Linked DNA regions of Mus musculus: region 2 is linked to region 1. Evidence: chromatin contacts called from public HiChIP or PLAC-seq data. All regions are on one chromosome and are shown on one strand. Each heading gives the region's core, a stretch centred on a gene start, on an enhancer-like site or on the middle of the called end of the contact. The rest is flanking DNA. Distances are from core to core; before and after follow the strand shown. Region 1 holds the start of Cd7 (CD7 antigen). Region 2 holds the start of Sectm1a (secreted and transmembrane 1A).

Region 1 (5,625 bases), core at 2,157-4,656:
CCCATTACACCACTGCTGTTGGTCACCTGTCCTCTGTGCCCACCTTATTCTGTTGGCAACAGGGATGGAACAGAACGCAGGAGACAAGTGGGGGCAGCTGAGAGTCTGGAGTAGATGCAGGCCAGCACACACATATTGACTTTGCTCTTGTCCTGGTGTTTCAGCAGACAGGGACAGAGCAGCTCACCACATATCAGCTGGGTACCCATACTTCAGTCTCCCTACCCACAAATGGGAAAGTGAGGGTTTCTGCCCCAGGTGCAACACTGGGAGCTGGGCTGGCCCCAGGTGTGGGATAGTGCTGTGGTCACTTCATCAGGCCCCAGGAGGGGCCTCTGAGACAGGGGCAAGTCCAGGAGAGCTACCACTTTATGCTGCTCTCACTGAGAGCTGCATCGACAGGGTCCCCGTAGAGCTGGGCCCTTAGGAACATGGCCATCTAGAATGGGTAACGTTGTTGCTGCTGGCTCTTCACCTGCATAGATGAGCTGCTCTGTGTGGGGTGTCGTGCTGAGGCAGGAGAGCTCCCCTACCCCCACAGTGCCTTGCCTTGCTCTCACAGACACTGGGCACAGAACCCTGGAGGGCTGAATCCCTGCCCTCTTCAGGTAGGAGCTGGCTAGAAAGAAGCCCTGGTCAGTCGGAGGAGGAACACAAAGCAACAAAAACAAGTGCTTTTGTTAATGTATTTGTGTGTTTATTTAATTTTTCCTGGCCAGGCGGCTCCAAGGCAGGTACCTCCCCACCCCCAAGCTTTGTTTCTGATGTCAGGGTACCTGGCTAGGGTTGGTGACAGATTGCAGAGCCCTGTGGGGGAGCTTACAGAGGAGGAATCCCACCCACCCAGAAGCACCAAGGGGGAATTTGAGTACCACAGGAAGAGTGCTGGGGAGTTGGGCGGGGTGTGGGGGCCAGCAGGACTGCTGTAAGCTCTGCTGAAACAAGGCACGGGGGACTGCAGGCAGAGGGGTTCACTGGTACTGGTTGGGGATGCATGGCGTCTTGCGGTTGCTGTAGGACATGTCTTCATACACTACGCACGGAGATTCCTTAATCCCTGAGGCACACAGTTTCTTGATCTGAAAAGATAGCCTGTTGTCACCCAGGCACTGGCCAACATGGTGACCTGGGCAAAGTACCCCTGTCTCCAAGTAACCCCTTTATTCAACAACACACAGCTTTCCCAGACCCGGGGGAATGATCAGTTTTCATCCACCTCTGGCAGAATCAACGGCAGGGAGGGCCCAGGGCAAACAGTCGAGTGGTTAGAAGAGCTGACCATTGTCAGGACCTTTCTCACACAGCACATGGTGACTCAAAGACATTAACTCCTATCCCAGAAGTTCCGAATTCCTACATTCACACAGGTCCACGCACATAGTGCACACACACACACACACACACACGCATGCACACACAGGCACATACACATGTTCACACACTCATTTTGGGGCCTGGTTAGAAGCCCCACTTTCTCCCTCTCGGCTTCACTCTCCCATTCTGTGTCCCTGAGAGATGCCTCACCCAAGGGTTCTCTGCATCTTATCATGTGCATCCTGACTGATCTCTGCCTTAAGCCTGTGATAATAGCCGTAGGCTCACACTGACCTGTATCTTCCTCAGCATGCTGCACACCACCCCAAGGAGCAGCCCGGTGAAGAAGAAGCCTACAGCAATGGCAGCTGGGAAGGAAAATGATGTCTGCAGAGGTTCCTGGGATCTGTATGCTTCTTGGGATGATTTTTCTGGGAAAATGAACACAAAGCCATTGGTAGGAGAGGACACAAGCAGGTGAGGTGGGGATCCTCATTGGAGGCCTTGAGGTTCAAGCCAGGTGTGGGCACCATTAGGAGGTTTCCAGGAAGAAATGGGCTCTGAGCAGACAGCTCCAACAAGTGCAAAGAAGGTCTCTAGCAGCCAGTGGGCTCCTGGCCTGGCCAACAGTCAGATGGGCACATCCTTACCTTTCACCACAACCGTGGTGAACAAGCCACGGGCACTGACTTTCCTGACAGCCTCGCAGGTGTAGTCTCCAGTGTCTGCCAGCTGGAGGGAGCTTATGGTGATGGTCAGGTTCTTCTGGGAACCAGAGAAATTAATTCGGCCTGAGAAGGTCCTGTCTACTGTGGGCTCCTGCCGGTCTTCAAAGTAAATCACATTGTAAGCCTGAGGCCAGATCTTCTTCATTAAGATCCCTTCCAGGTGCCCTCTTGTAGAGCAGGTGATGTTGACAGAATCCCCCTCAGAGGCAATCGTGAGTCGGGGGGACTGGTGTACGTCTGTGAAGAACCAGCCAGTTAGCACCAAGCTGGCGCACAGCACACGGTGACTCAAACACGCTAACACGTATCTCAGAGGCTCCACAGATCCTACATTCATGTATGTCCTTGCACACTCTTGAGCATCTCTCACAGCACCCGCACCCGCATGCTCACACATGCTGTCTCATTTTGCTGTGCACAGGGGCTGCACTCTCTACACCTCCAGGTTTCTTTCTCCCATTTTGTATTCCTGTGAGATGCCTCCTCCATCACACCCCTCTCTGCAGAAATGCTATAGGAACTTGGCAACTTTGTTGCATCTCAACACAAGGACTTCCCTTTTGACTACTCCCCACCCTGGCTGTACTCTTTCTTTCTCTTTTAAGTGAGTCAGTCACTCCCAGACAGCCATAGTCCTATCTCCTCTTTGCCTACTCTTTCCGATGCTGGTTTCTTCATCACCCTCCTTCCCCCCATCATTTCTAGGCATCCAGAGCCTGTGGCTCTGCGCAAGGGGCACATGTTGACTTGTTCATGGGATACTCACTCTTTCAGATTCCAGCCCCGTTTGCCGTGCCTGGCACCCACACCACCCACTTTCCTGTAGGCAAGACTGAGTACAAACCTCAGCATCTCACAGAATGAACACTATGCTGGTTTTGCACAAGAATTGTGCCTGGGAGCCTGAGCCTCCCATAATCTTATTGTAGATCTTTTACACCTTACCACAAGACTTCCCACAGACAGCTGCTCTGAAAGGGAACTGAAGAACACAGTTCTCACAAGCACCAAGGGTAGATGTTAGTCCTGTAAACTAAAGCTTTCAAGTCTCTGCTTTTCCACGGAGCTGGGACTATTCCAGGTCTAAGACTAAGACTTGGGGAAGTCAAGTCAGGGCCAACCCTTCCCCAGGTGGGTGTGTGAGATGCTCTCTGGGAGCCCTGCTACAGGGATGCTTACCTTGGGCATCCAGGGGGCCAGGCAGGATTCCGGCCAGTGTAAGCAGCAAAGCCAGCACTGCCTGCTGAGTCATGACGCCCAAATCCAGGTGATCTGAGCCAAATCAGCCACTCTGGCTACAACACATTACTGAGCACTGTGAAAGTTCACACCAAAAACCCTGAGAGGAAGAAACAGGGGTGTGGCAGTTCAATGCGATTGGTGGTGAAGCTCCGAGGGAGGGCTTCCTGAAGATGAAGGTGGAGCTTGGTGGGCAGGGAACACAACAAGCCAGGTGGAGGAAGCCACCTGACCCCAACTGTCCTCCCTGGCTGGTTGGCTGGCCCACATCTTTATCATCTTTAACCAAGAGTCTCCACAGGAGACGTCAAGAGGAAGAAGAAATAAGAACTAGTCCTGTAACCTGGAAGAAAAATTAGAGGGACTTAAAGGTTTAGAGGCCGGGAGGGAGTTGAAGTTTCCTCTGGTCTTTTGTGTCATTTTCTGCTGGGATGTGTTCAGGTCTGTGGTCTCACCTGTTGTCTGGACACACTGGGGTTTCAGCCTGACACAGCATACCCAGTAGCCTTGGCTGTGGTTGCCTTGGCGGCCTGGGTGATCCTTCCTTAGAAGCATGATTGAGCCAGATCTGCTAGGCCAAAGGGCGGCTAGGAGCCCCTTCAATAGCAATCTGCCTTCTGGGACAAAACCGAGGGCCCTGTGTCTGGTTCCCAGGTTGGGGGAGAGCTAGGACTCTTGTCAACCATGAGTTTTATTGCTGGTACCAGAGCCAGTGTGTCACACTGAGGGGTGAGTTTGTGTGTGTGTGTGTGTACAGTGTCACATAGGGACTCAAAGCAGTTCCTCCGGGGTCCTACTCTAAGGGGGAAGATGCTCCCCCTGTAGGTGGGTTTGGAATGCTATGGTGTAGACAGGGGTGCCATGCGGGGTACTTGAGGGCACATGGGAGAGGGACTCAGGTAAAGGAAGGTCAAAGTTGGAAGATTTTAGGAACAAAGGGTTGGGGAGGGACAGGTCACCTGTGGTAACACAGGGACAGCAGGTATGGAACTGTGCAGCCTGAGAATATTGGAGAGAAATACGAGGGGAGCTGGGTCAGGTGGGCAGTAAAGAAATCAGCACCTAGCCCCCAGGGGAGAAGTTCATGGAAAGACAGACTTTACAGGGAAGTAAGAACAGTCAAAGACCTAGACCTAGTCTCCTTCCTAGGATGCCCGTGGCCACACCAGGGGCACATGGACTGGAGTGCTGCCACCTCTGCAGGGCTGACCTTGATGTGGTCTTCGTGCATCGACACTTTTGACTGTTTGGGGCACCATGCCTCAAGTTTCAGAGATCATAGACACACAGGGCCCTATGGGCTGTGCCTAAGGGCTCCAGGGCTCCAGGAGGAGGTGATGACCCAAACCCCAGTGCATTTATTTTGATTGAAGAGGCACAGACTCTGTGCATCTGGGTGCTGGGCGGTAGCATCAGATGCACTGTGGTTGTGACTCTGGAGGCCACTGTCATCAGGCAGGGTCTTCTCCACTGGGCCATCTCTCCAGCTCACCAGGCAGCGTCTTTAGCTCGGGGCTTCATTTTCAGGTCTCAGCTCGAGTGGTTTTTGTTGTTGTTGCTGTTTTGTGAGATAAGGTTTCTCTGTGTAGCCCAGGCTATCCTGGAACTCACTCTGTAGACCAGGTTGGCATCAAACTCTGAGACTCACCTGCCTCTGCCTCCCAAATGCTGGGACTAAAAGCATGCACCATCAGCCAGGCTCAAATGATATTCTGTGGGTTTGTTTCTAACAATCATATCTTCCAGAAGTTGACTGTTTCCTTGGTTTACTGTTCTCGTTTAATGATCAGAATCACAGATGCTTATCTGAAGACTGGGTTATGGAGTATGTAGGAGGCAAACTCACCCAAGTTTGGATTACAATAAGACACGATATGGGTCCAAGAGAAACAGAGGGTGGAGATGGAGATGAGGGAGGGTGAGGATCTGTAGAGAGGTCCCTGGGGAGAGCAAGCTCCAGAAATTCTTTGTTCCTTAGGGCTCCCTGTAAGGCAGGTCAACTCTGCCCCCTTGTGGTGAGAGCCCAACGACAGCTGGGTCACCAGAGTTTATTACTGAGTCATGAAGTCTCCTGAAGAAAAGCTGGCGTGGTGTGGCCCTTGCAGACACTGCAGAGGATTAGGGTGTGGAGAGGCTCTGAGATGAGTGATTCAGCTGAAGGCACGATGCCCAGTTGTGTGCTCTCTCTCCCTCTCCTCCCTCCTCCTCCTCTACCCCTTCCCCCTTTCTCCCTTTCTCTCCCCACAGTCTCACTGGATCATCCTGGCTGGAATAAAACTCCCTATGTAGATCAGAGACACCCCCCTGCCTCTGCCTTCCAAGTGCTGGGATTTAAAGATGTGTA
Region 2 (5,688 bases), core at 2,720-5,219, 42 kb after region 1:
AGGCAGTCTTACAGTCAGGTTGCAGACAGAACAAGCCAGAAAATTAGAAGGAGCCAGACCATTAGAACAGATTTCTAGAGTTTATTTGAGACCGGGAAGAGCAATTAAGTCAGAAGTTGAGGGAAGCCAGCCAGGTTCAGTCAGTCAGAGTGGAGAAGTTTGAGCCAGAACACCCGAGTTGACCAGCCAGCCAGCGTTCAGAAAGAGCTAAGAAAACGTATTCAGCACTAAGCCTTTGAGATCAGGTGAATAAAATGTACTTTTACACAGCATGCTACTGCATGCCTGTAATCTTAGCCCTTGGGAGGTAAAAGGATAAGGATTGGAAGATCAAGATCAGCCCCCATTGCATAACAAAGTCAAGGCTAATCTAGGCACATACATGAAACTCTGTCTCAAGAAACCAAAAGCAACAATAGCATTTTCTTTTTTAATTTAGGGTCTTTCTATACCTCCCGGGCTGACCTTGAACTTGAGGTTCTCCTGAATGTTGGTATGAGAGGTGTGTGCTTCTACTCTAGGACCTTTTTTATTTCTAATTTATTGTTGGTTTTGGTCTTGCCCTAGCTCCTCTTCAATCCACGAAGCCTCAGTCTAGTGACCACAAGAATCCAGACTTTACCCAACTGGTGTCATCACACACAAATGGCAGACACACAAAGAGGGTTTTAGAATCTCCTGCCCAGAGTGCCCTCCTTCCTGGAATCTGTCCATTCTACCCACCACTCCTCCCTCCACACATTTGTGGACTCACGGGGAGCACGGAGAGCAAGAGGAGCAAGGGGGAGCACGGGGAGCCAGTGTGCTTCTCCCAGGACTTCTTGCTCCTGGGGGATTTCTATTTTGTACATTGTCCATGCTAAGCCTTGCCAGTTTCTCATGGGGTTATCTGACTTCCGACTGGTTTATGAAACATTTGTGTTTAGAGAAGAACAAGGCTAATTCCCTTTTTGGTTACTTCTCTCTCTCATCTCTTTTCCTCAGTAACAAGAATACAGATACTTTCCTTGTCTGTTTTTATTTTCAAAGCTTCAAGTTTTAGTTTAAAAATGTCCCACCTTCTATTCTCTCCTTCCCTACAGGCCATAGGTTTTTAAATTGACAGGTGAGACATCCATACAACACACAGATGTTCTCTCTCTACACCCATATAGGTAAGATTAAAATACTTTAATTAAAAAAAAAAGGTCAGACATGGAGGCGCATACTCATAATCTTGCTACTGGGAAGTGGAAATAGGAAGTAGCCAGCTTAGCCTACTTGGTAAGCTCCAGCAAGAAAGCATGTCTCAAAAATGCAATGTAGACTGTGTCGAGGAGCAATACCTTCCACAAGTGTGTACATGCATCCACCCGCAAACATGCATCCTTACACACGCATATGTGCACATGAGTACACATGTGCGCACACACACAAGGCTCTTTTTGCCAAGTTCTCAACTCTGCCCTGAAGCTGTGTTGAAAACTGCCAGTGTGAGAGTCCTCTATGTGCAGCCATTACACTGGGTAAGCAGGACTCGATGCCCAACACACCATGAGCCCTGACACCAGGCAGCTGTGGTCTTGCCTTGGGCATTCACCTTTACCTTACAGGTTTCAGCAAGCAACTTTGACACCTGACTCAGCACCTGGCCAAAACAATCTCCCCTCCTTGGTTTTTATCTCCCTATAGATCTGTTTCCCAGCCAGAACGACAACTCTTATATCCTTCCTCCGCACCTACAAACTCAGCTTTTTAGTGCTTCCCACCCCTGTCCATCACCAGGATTCATATAACCAGTTCTCCAGCATTCTGGGAACCTGAATGGGTGGAATCATCTAGAAAGGTGTGGCAGGTCTCTTGAGGGGGCTTTCCATCTCTGACAAGATCCACATAACACTTTCCCTGAGATAATGTTATGAAACGCTTTCTCCAATTCTAACGTTTCTGCCAGGACACAACCTCATAAGTGATGGCTTTGCTGGGTCCCTGGGATTCCCTTCTGCTCTCAGAACTGCAGCCGCTGAAGAGAGGTCCCTTTCTGGGGTGCTGTCCCACCACAAATTGGGCTATGCACGGGGCTGGATCTCATCTTAACCTCCATCTGCCTCACCTCTTGGTCCAGAGGGAGACTCTGCCACTTCTGGGTCTTGTTTCCCACGTATCTCTTCAGTAGACAACACTGCTAGTGTTGGCAGTGGGGAAGGGACATCAGTGATGTCCTTTGGCTGTAGGTGTCTCAATGGACCATGCTATATAAAATACATTGCTCAGGCTCAGCACCATTGTATAATCTGCCCTGGAGCCTTGGCAAGTCATCTAAAGCCACCCCCCACTAAGACTGGTCAAAGCTACTGTTTTGTCACAGATGTCTGTCCTGTGGTGATCTAAGCTTTTTTGGGTCCCTTCTGGAGACCACCGAAGAATTCCTGGCCTCAGAGACACCACCTTTGTTCTTGTCCATCAGTAGACTTCCCTCTTCTGGGCCACAGGCTCTTTCTTCACTGCCTGCAGATGTCCTTTCAGAGACAGGGCTGTACCCCAGCTCCCCGACCTAGTTCCAGGCACAGCAGGCAGAGGGTAGACCAAGGTTTCTCCTGCCTGGAGGACATTATGTAAGGACATAATGCCAAGGGCCAGCCATCAACTGGAGACCCTCCCACCCATGGCCACAGATCCTGTTCCAGTCCCTTGGGAGAATTCAGAGCTTAGCAGTGTCACAGACCCAGTGGAGCATCTGCCTCTAGCTAAGATGTGAGGCCAGAAGCTGGAGGTCCTATCTGGCCATCTGCAGCCAGCACAGCACCCAGCTCAGTCAGATGCACAGTGGACCCTGGCTCAGATGGCAGCCAGCACATCCTTCATGGTAGTGGCCTGTTGTGTGTGTCCCCTCCGTGCCTAGCCCCCATGACATTTATGTCCTAGCATGTTACTAGGAAGCATAGCTGACACAGAAAGCCTCCACCTTTGTTGGTAACAGATATTCTCCTCCTTGCAAAACTTGAGACCTTTCAGGGCCGTACTTTCCAGAGACATCATAGCTACAACTCTTATACCCAAGACAGATAACTTGTTTTTCAAACTGCAGATATCAACTTGAAAGCGGGAGCTCTTTTGAGAGAGAGAGAGAGAGAGAGAGAGAGAGATCTTCAAAGAAAAAATAGGAGGGAGAATGGGAAGGAGTCACTGAACACCCTGGCGTCTGGCGTCTGGCTGGAAGCATGTGTGTGTATGAATGTGTGTGTGTATATGCATGTGTATGCATGTGTATGCGTGTATGTGTAAGTGTGTATGTGTGTGTACATGTATATGTGTGTATGTGTGTGCATATGTATATGTGTGTATATGTGTGCATGTGTAAATGTGCTTGTGTGTATGCATGTGTATGTGTGTCCATGTGCATGTATACGTGTACTTGTGTGTGTGTGTGTGCGCGCTGTGGGTACATGTGGGCATGTGTGAATGTTCAGGATGTGGATGTGAGAGAGGGCAAAGGTTCAGGATCCTACATAAAAGTGTGCACACAGCTTTGGGTGATGAGATGCTGCAGGAACCCGTGCTACCGGACAAGTACATTTTTGTCATTCACAGGCCTGGAGCACTCTTGGTCCTCCCTTCCTTCAAGTCCTCCACATTCATGTTTTGAGGGCAGAGAGGAGGACTCTGTGCTACCTGTCCCACTCTGTGAATGTGAAGAACTAGAGCTATGCTTGCCTCTACCCCTCCAGAGCTACGCCTGAGGCACCCGAAACACACAGGCCCTGCTGAATGCTGTCCACAGCCCTGCCTCCTGTGTTTCCTGAATCCCAGGCTGATGGCCTGGCTCTTCTTTGCTCATCCCTTATGTGAGGCAGCCCCCACTCCACAAAACCCTCAGCCCACAGAGAACCTGGGTGCCCTCAAGTCCTCTCTTCCGCACACCCCAGCCTCTCACCTGTCCCTTCTCCAGCAAGCTCTCCAATGTTACCTCCACTGCTGCCCTGGATGACTGAACTTGTCCAAGCCAACGGGAAACTGAAAGCCTGGAGGGAGGGGCTAGATGAGGCAGCCTGTCCTGTTCCTTGCCAGACACTCTGTAGGAAGGCATTCAACTTCCAGGAACTTCTCTGAGTTAATGTAACAGCACCATGAGTTTCTTAGTGATTCTCTCATGCATATGTTTTGTAGAAGTCTCGTATTAGCTTCATTAGTTGCGTCTCAGGAACCCTGGAGGAGGGTCCAGGCTTTTTCTAGGAAATCCCTGGCTGGAGCTGATGTTTGATTCAGGGTTTAGGGGCTGCTCTTTTGGGAGCTGTGTGGGTTTGTTTTCCTGCAGGGGTCAGGTCAGAATGTGCCTTAGGGTTGAGCTATGGAAGACAGCTTGGTTCATCTGGTTATCCTTGGGGTGTTTGACAGGGGTAAGATGGAATGGGCAGGAGTGACATCCTTTGTCAGCCCTACTGTAAAATGCCAGAACAGAGATCTTGCCAATCTACACTAGGGTCCTATGCCTTGTAGACAAACCCTGGAGGACACCCTGGCCCCACCTGAAATATGTCAGATTCAAGGAGACTGCAGGCATTTGACAACTGCTCCTTGCAAAGAGTTTTCGCAACAAGGATTACGTTTGAGAAGCTTCACTGTGAGAAGCAGAGACTGCTGTCCACCACTGCTATAGAAAGGACGGGCTGCTGTAGACCCAATCTTAAGCCAGCCCCATGCTCAGCTCCAGTATCCCTCATGGCTTAGCAGGGCTGTGGGGTCAGCTCAGTGCCCGCACTGTTAATTTTCTCGTGGACAGTGGAAGGAGGAGTCTATGGCTGTAGATGCAATGAGGGACCCTGGGATGATCTGCTTGTGGGGCAGGAGATAGATTGTGAGACCCTGAAGAGGGTTGGTTTACATCCCGAGTGACTTTGTGAGCTGTGATGAGACATTTATAAAGCCTATGCCCACATGAATACAGTGGACACTAGGGCAAGACTTTAGGCCCCACGGTGACTCTGTAAGGTGTCTATGGCCTTGTGTAGATCCAGTGGGAGAACACTAAGATGACTGCTCTATGGGTGAAGATCCCTGGAGGGGCTGGGCAGTAGGCATACTTTTGCACATCGAGCCTTAACTTGGCATGCTGGCACAGGGATGAATAGCAATCTCTGGACACTAAAAGAAGTCCCTACAGTCTCCAGGCACAATGCAACCAAGCCTCAAAGAAAGTTACTGATGGACAGTTGGATGTGGTTCCTCTCTGCCCCACCCTCTGCCCAATTACAGAAAGAAAAAGGAAGAAAAAGAAGCTGACTGCAACTCTGGGAGCCTGCCGCTATGGGGATGAGCAGGAGGGACCTGATGTCCCACAGGCGGAACATCTAGAACGTCACAGGTATTCAGGAAATGAGAAGGGCTAGGGACACACTGAGCCTAGGAGAATGGCCTGCAGCCCAGAGTACAGAGCTGACCACAGAGAACAATGTCCTTTGTGCTCTTTCAAAGCAGTAAGTTCCTTCAAGTTCTCAGATAAAAACAAAAAGCTCACAGCCTCCCTCAGGAAAGACAAGACCGTATGAGTGTGGAATCCAGCCGTTGCATAGGATCCTGAGGCTGGGCAGAACTCTCCAGGGTTCTGCAGAGACACCCCCCTGCCATCTCATTTCACATGGGAGAGAAATCCCAATGACCATGACCTCATGTCTTCTAGATCCTTGTCCCTGTCCCCAGACTGCAGCCCAA

Evidence for each region. HiChIP or PLAC-seq counts read pairs in DNA pulled down with a chosen protein or histone mark.
Region 2: an HNF4G HiChIP or PLAC-seq map of pancreatic cancer cells shows a contact between it and region 1. The contact joins the promoter of Sectm1a here to the promoter of Cd7 in region 1. A contact is called at or near these places in 4 of 39 promoter capture datasets (the 3T3-L1 cell line, the HPC-7 cell line, macrophages and 1 more), 1 of 484 Hi-C or Micro-C datasets (nephron progenitors), 6 of 115 datasets of contacts at active chromatin or transcription factors (CD8 T cells, the SCID.adh cell line, effector CD8 T cells and 3 more) and 2 of 9 other capture datasets (adipose tissue and liver).

The regions. Positions count from the first base shown.
Region 1 is chr11:121,036,072-121,041,696 of GRCm38.p6, forward strand. Cd7 (CD7 antigen) reads right to left here and starts at 3,407. Exons shown (of 4, transcript NM_009854.2): 1 at 3,222-3,407; 2 at 1,965-2,279; 3 at 1,609-1,745; 4 at 676-1,079. The coding sequence starts at 3,294. The coding sequence ends at 972. Gm11775 (a long non-coding RNA gene) reads left to right here and starts at 1,612. Exons shown (of 2, transcript XR_880372.3): 1 at 1,612-1,791.
Region 2 is chr11:121,077,170-121,082,857 of GRCm38.p6, forward strand. Sectm1a (secreted and transmembrane 1A) reads right to left here and starts at 3,970. Exons shown (of 6, transcript NM_145373.2): 1 at 3,914-3,970.